Regions from separate parts of the Sus scrofa genome. Here region 1 is linked to region 2. A link is a contact called in public HiChIP or PLAC-seq data. All regions are on one chromosome and are shown on one strand. Each heading gives the region's core, a stretch centred on a gene start, on an enhancer-like site or on the middle of the called end of the contact. The rest is flanking DNA. Distances are from core to core; before and after follow the strand shown. Region 1 overlaps APPBP2 (amyloid protein-binding protein 2). Region 2 overlaps PPM1D (protein phosphatase 1D).

What was found. HiChIP or PLAC-seq counts read pairs in DNA pulled down with a chosen protein or histone mark.
Region 1: an H3K27ac HiChIP or PLAC-seq map of alveolar macrophages shows a contact between it and region 2. The contact joins two enhancer-like sites. A contact is called at or near these places in 3 of 47 Hi-C or Micro-C datasets (embryonic fibroblasts, epiblast stem cells and skeletal muscle) and 1 of 2 datasets of contacts at active chromatin or transcription factors (alveolar macrophages).

The regions. Positions count from the first base shown.
Region 1 is chr12:37,640,170-37,642,869 of Sscrofa11.1, reverse strand. It overlaps APPBP2 (amyloid protein-binding protein 2), which reads right to left. Exons shown (of 13, transcript XM_013981135.2): 3 at 1,469-1,620. Among named protein-coding and RNA genes, the nearest start is that of APPBP2, 28 kb to the right of the region's middle. Within about 2 kb of position 1,254, at least 1 of the 83 cell types and tissues checked has an H3K27ac peak or open chromatin away from gene starts, as enhancers often do. A contact at or near this core is called in alveolar macrophages, where this site is marked.
Region 2 is chr12:37,498,988-37,501,848 of Sscrofa11.1, reverse strand. All of the region lies in intron 3 of PPM1D (protein phosphatase 1D), which reads left to right. Among named protein-coding and RNA genes, the nearest start is that of BCAS3, 25 kb to the right of the region's middle. Within about 2 kb of position 1,423, at least 1 of the 83 cell types and tissues checked has an H3K27ac peak or open chromatin away from gene starts, as enhancers often do. A contact at or near this core is called in alveolar macrophages, where this site is marked.

The DNA of each region.
Region 1 (2,700 bases), core at 5-2,504, 140 kb before region 2:
CAGCTTCCAAATAAGACAGGCGGGGAGATGGGGTATGTGCTGGGGTTTGGGATGGCAATGCTATAAAATTAGGTTGTGATGATTGTTGTACAACTATAAATGTAATAAAATTCATTGAGTAATAAAAAAAAATTAAGTTTTAAAAAAGAGTTCCCACTGTGGCTCAGCGGGTTAAGGACTCACCATAGTCTCTTTGATTCCTGGCCTCGCTCAGTGGGTTAAGGATCCAGCCTTGCCACAAGCTGTGGTGTAGGTCACAGATGTGGCTCGTATCTGGTGTTGCTATGGCTGTGTCACAGGCTTCAGCTACAGCTCCAATTCACCCCTGGCATGGGAATTTCCATATGCTGCATGTATGGCCATAAAAAGAAAGAAAAAGAGAGAGGGAGAGAGGGAGGAAAGAAGGATGGAAGGAAGAAAACATACAATGAAAGTATAAAACAGTATAGGTATGAAACAATGAAAGTAAAATAAGGTCTGTAGTCTAGGTTACAGTATTAAACCAGTATCAATTCCCTGATTTTGATACTGCGAATCTACAATCATTTCAAAATAAAATTTTTTCTAAAGACAAAGAAAGGTAGCAATAATTTTATTTTATTTTATTTTTTTGTCTTTTTGCCACTTTCTTGGGCCGCTCCCGCGGCATATGAAGGTTCCCAGGCTAGGGGTCTAATCGGAGCTGTAGCCACTGGCCTACGCCAGAGCCACAGTGACTCAGGATCTGCAATCTACACTACAGCTCACGGCAACGCCGGATCCTTAACCCACTGAGCAAGGCCAGGGATCAAACCCTCAACCTCATGGTTCTTAGTTGGATTTGTTAACCACTGCGCCATGATGGGAACTCCAAGGTAGCAATAATTTTAATAAATGTTTGCCTGAAACATACTTACCTATGGAGATTTATAAAAACCATACTAAAATGTTATGCAAACACTAAACAATATTTTTCTATATGTATAGCACACAAAACCTTCTTAGAATCCTTTTCCATTTATGTTTTCAGCATTCTCATAGTAATACAAATTTCCTCATTTTAGAGATGGGAAGGCTAAAATCCCAGAAGGATGAAGTCCCATATCACAGCATACAGTAAGCTGACAAAAGAGGTTGGTAGCAGCTTGACATGGCAGAAAGAAAAGTGGTTTGGAATCACAGAGCTGCAGGATTCTAAACTTAGCTCCACTACTATGTGATCTGAGCAAGTTACTCAACTTTTCCAAATCTGTTTCCTCATTTGTAAAATACTATGAATACCATCACATCATCAGAATGTCGTAAGGATTTTTTAGAAAGAGAGCATAAGTTAATGTTCAGTATAACACACCTAGTTCTTCTCATGTTTTTCTCATAACTTCCTTACGCTCACTATGGGAATGTCCTAGAAGACTACTTTAACGATAGCAAATTTAATTCTTAGTCGTGTCACAGGACAAAACATTCCTTGATTTTTATCATTACTTACCTAAAACAAAGCCAACCTGAATGGCTTTTTCCTTTACTGCAGCATCTGATTCTGCTATATAAGAGCACCGTCTACTGAATGAGTAGGCCAAGACAGAAGCAACTTTCACACCATGATCCATCAAAGCCTGGAAACAATGATGAAGCAAATGTCTGAAAGAGAAGGAAAAAGCTACTTTTGTTTTTATAAAGGTAATATATTTTATCCTTTTAGAAAGTGCTGGGATGGGAGTTCCCTGGTGGCTTAGTGGGTTAAGGATCCAGCATTGTCACTGAAATGGCTGGAGTCACTGCTATGGCGCAAGTTTGATCCCTGGCTGAGAACTTCTGAATGCCACAGGGAGGGCCAATAAAAAAAAGAAGATAAAAGAAAAAAAAAAAAAAGAAAATGTTAATTAATGTTTTCAAAAAACAGTATTTTTTCAATGACGGAATAAAATAAAAAGCTTTTTGCCTTATGCATTATGAGGCGGTAACAATTCACAGTCTAAGAGTTCCCATAGTGGTTCAGTCCCCGGCCTCGCTCAGTGGGTTAAGGATCTGGCATTGCCGTGGCTGTGGTGTAGGCCAGTGGCTACAACACCAATTCGACCCCTAGCCTGGGAACTTCCTTATGCCAAGAGTGCAGCCTTAAAATGACCAAAAAAAAAAAAAAAAAAAAAAAAAATCACAATTTAGCCTAATATTTTTAATTCAGTGGATCACTGAATGATTCTGTATGTGTAAATTGATGACAATGAAGGATGAAATGAATTTTTCCTTTTTTGTCTTTTTAGGGCCACACCCGCAGCCTATGGAGAAAGTCCCAGGCTAGGGGTCAGCTAGGGGTCAGCTCGAATCAGAGCTATAGCCACTGGCCTACACCTCAGCCACAGCAATACCAGAACCAAGCCACATCTGCAACTTACACCACAGCTCTCGGTAATACGGGATCCTTAACCCACTGAGCAAGGCTGGGGATCCAACCCGTGTCCTCATGGATGCTAGTCAGATTTGTTTCCGCGGAGCCACGATGGGAACTCCTGAAATGAACTTTTAATACGACTTTTTGTTTTTTTGCTTTTGCTTTTTAGGGCCACACCTGAGGCATATGGCCAAAGGCTAGGGGTCCCAGGTTAGGGGTCAAACTGGAGCTACGGCTTCTGGCCTACCCCACAGCTCATACCAATGCTAGATCTCCAACCCACTAAGCAAGGCCATGCATTGAACCTGAATCCTCTTAGATACTAGTGG
Region 2 (2,861 bases), core at 174-2,673:
GGTTAAAGATCCTGTATTGTTACTGCTGTGGCTCATGTTTGAGCCCTGGCCCAAGAACTTTTGCATGCTGCAGGCATGGCAAAAAAAAAAAAAAAAAAAGAATATGTGGTCGTGTTTTAAAACCACACACAGAGTCCTCATTTCTTCATGTTTGTTTATTCTTTCACTAAATATTAAATGTCTGCTGTGGCCATTAAAAAAAGATTAGACACTTTTTTCAGAATTTGGGATGGAGAAAAATGGCAGGTTTTGCTAGACTAGAAAGTATTGTTATTTTTAAAAGGAAAGAAATGGGGTTCCTGTCATGGTGCAGCAGAAATGAATCCGACTAGGAACCATGAGGTTGTGGGTTCGATCCCTGGCATTGCTCAGTGGGTTAAGGATCTGGCGTTGCCGCAAGCTGTGGTGTAGGTCGCAGATGCAGCTCAGATCTAGCGATGCTGTAGCTGTGGTGTAGGCCTGTGGCAACAGCTCTGATTAGACCCCTAGCCTGGAAGCCTCCATATGCCACAGGTGCGGCCCTCAAAAGACAAAAAAATTAAAAATAAATAAGAAAAAATAGCAGTTGATGAGAAAGATCCACAAGAACAGTAAAAACTCCCTGCAGGAGAGAAAATATGATTGCTCTAAGTAGGGTCCTACAACAGTTTTTTTGTTGTTATTGTTGTTTGGGTTTTTTTTTGTCTTTTTAGGGCTGAATCCGTGGCATATGGAGGTTCCCAGGCTAGGGATGTAATCGGAGCTGTAGCCGCCAGCCTGCGCCACAGCCACAGCAACACCAGATCGGAGCTGTGTCTGTGACCTACACCACAGTTCACGGCAAAGCTGGATCCTTAACCCACTGAGCAAGGCCAGGGATCAAACCTGCAACCTGATGGTTTCTAGTTAACCACTGAGCCGTGACAGGAACTCCAAAAGGTAATATTCTTTAGAGTTGAACATTTAAGCTGGAAGAAATACTTTGTTATATTACTTTTCCAGTCCTCGTTCTGGCACTTGTGGACAAAATGTAGGAAATACTTAAGTTCTAGCTTTCTTGCTTGCTTTCTCTTTTTTAAGGCCACACCCACAGCACATGGAAGCTCCCAGGTCAGATTGGAGCTGCTTCTACTGGCCTATAGCATAGCCACAGCAACATCAGATCCAAGCCACATCTGCAACGTACACTGCAGCTCATGCATGCTCCAGATCCTTAACCCACTGAGGCTAGGGATTGAACCCACATCCTCATGGATACTAGTCAGGTTTGCAGCCCACTCAGCCACAATGGGAACTCCCATTCTTATGTCTTATGGCTATTTTTCTAGTTTTTGGGAAAGAGAGAAGGTTGCTTTTGAAAATTGGTACCATCTAGGCACTGGTGAAGATCACAATTACTGAAGTGCACATGTAGCAAAGTTGCCTCCTAGTGGCTGCCTAATGGAATTGCGTTTCAATATTGCAATTCATTCATTGAACAGATATTTGCGTGCAATATGTGCTGAGTGACAGATCCTAAAGGGAAAAGACGTTCATCAACTGATCATAAAAAGAGGTGAAAAATTATACCTATAAAGTATTTGTATGTGTGTTAATGAGAACTTAGAGTAGGAGTATATTACCTGAGAGGCCAGAGAAGTGATTTTTTTTTTTTTTTTTTTTGGCTTCATAGGGCTGAACCCGTGGCATATGGAGGTTCCCAGGCTAGGGGTCTAATCGGAGCTATAGCCGCCAGCCTACGCCACAGCCACAGCAATGCCAGATCCTCTTAACCCACTGAGCGAGGCCAGGGATTGATCCTGCAACCTCATGGTTCCTCGTTAGATTCGTTTCTCCTGCACCACATCAGGAACTTCAGAGAAGTGATGTTTAAGCTGAGTTGTGAAGAATTACTAGAAGTTGATAGAGGAAGAAAATGTGTTCTAGGCACAGGAACTGCGTTTGTCAACAGCATTGTGATAGGAGGAATAAAGGCGAATAGAAGAGAGTCTGATGAAAGGCTAGGGTAGATGGAACAGAGAAGTGAGAATAAAAGGAATAGATATCATGAGAAAATACTACATTTTTATAGGCTGTGGCTGAGAATGAGAGGCGTTTTCCTTGTGGTGTGGTGGCTTAAGTATCCGACATTGTCACTGCTGCGCCTCGGGAAGCTGCTGCAGTGTGGGTTCCATCCCTTGCTCTGGGGAATTTCTGTATATTGAAGGCACAGCCAACAATAAATAAATAAGTAGATGAAGTGAATGAACTCTGATTCTCTCAGAGAGCGCTTCCTATAAATAAGGAAGGGAGAGGGCAAAGAGCTTATTTAGCAAGAGTCAGATTTACTGAAAGATGGCAGAAACAGTTTATCCTCTTGTTGAAAACCTTTTACTCTTAATTTAGGATATCCCCCAAAGTATTTCACAACAAACAAAAGAGGCAGAAATTAATGTTTCCTCCTTTCTATCTCTTCCTTCCTGTTTTGGGGAACAAAAGAGGAGTTTATGTTGTCCCACTTATTACTGTATTTTATGTATCACAAAACAGTAGTTTCTATAATTTTTTTTCTATTTCAGTTTCATTTATCTTTTTCTTTTTTCTTTTTTTTTTAGGGCTGCATCTGCAGCATATGGAAGTTCCCAGGCTAGGGGTTGAATCAGAGCTGTAGTTGCTGGCCTACACCACAGCAACTTGGAATCCAAGTCAAACCTGCAACCTGTATAACAGCTAACGGCAGTGCCAAATCCTTGGTGTACTGAGCAGGGCCAGGATCGAACCTGCATCCTCCTGGATATTAGTCGGGTTTATTACCACTGAGCCACAATGGGAACTCCTTTATCTTTTGGATGCCCTGAGTAAACTAAAAGTTCCATTAAACATTTTGAGGTTTACATCTAATC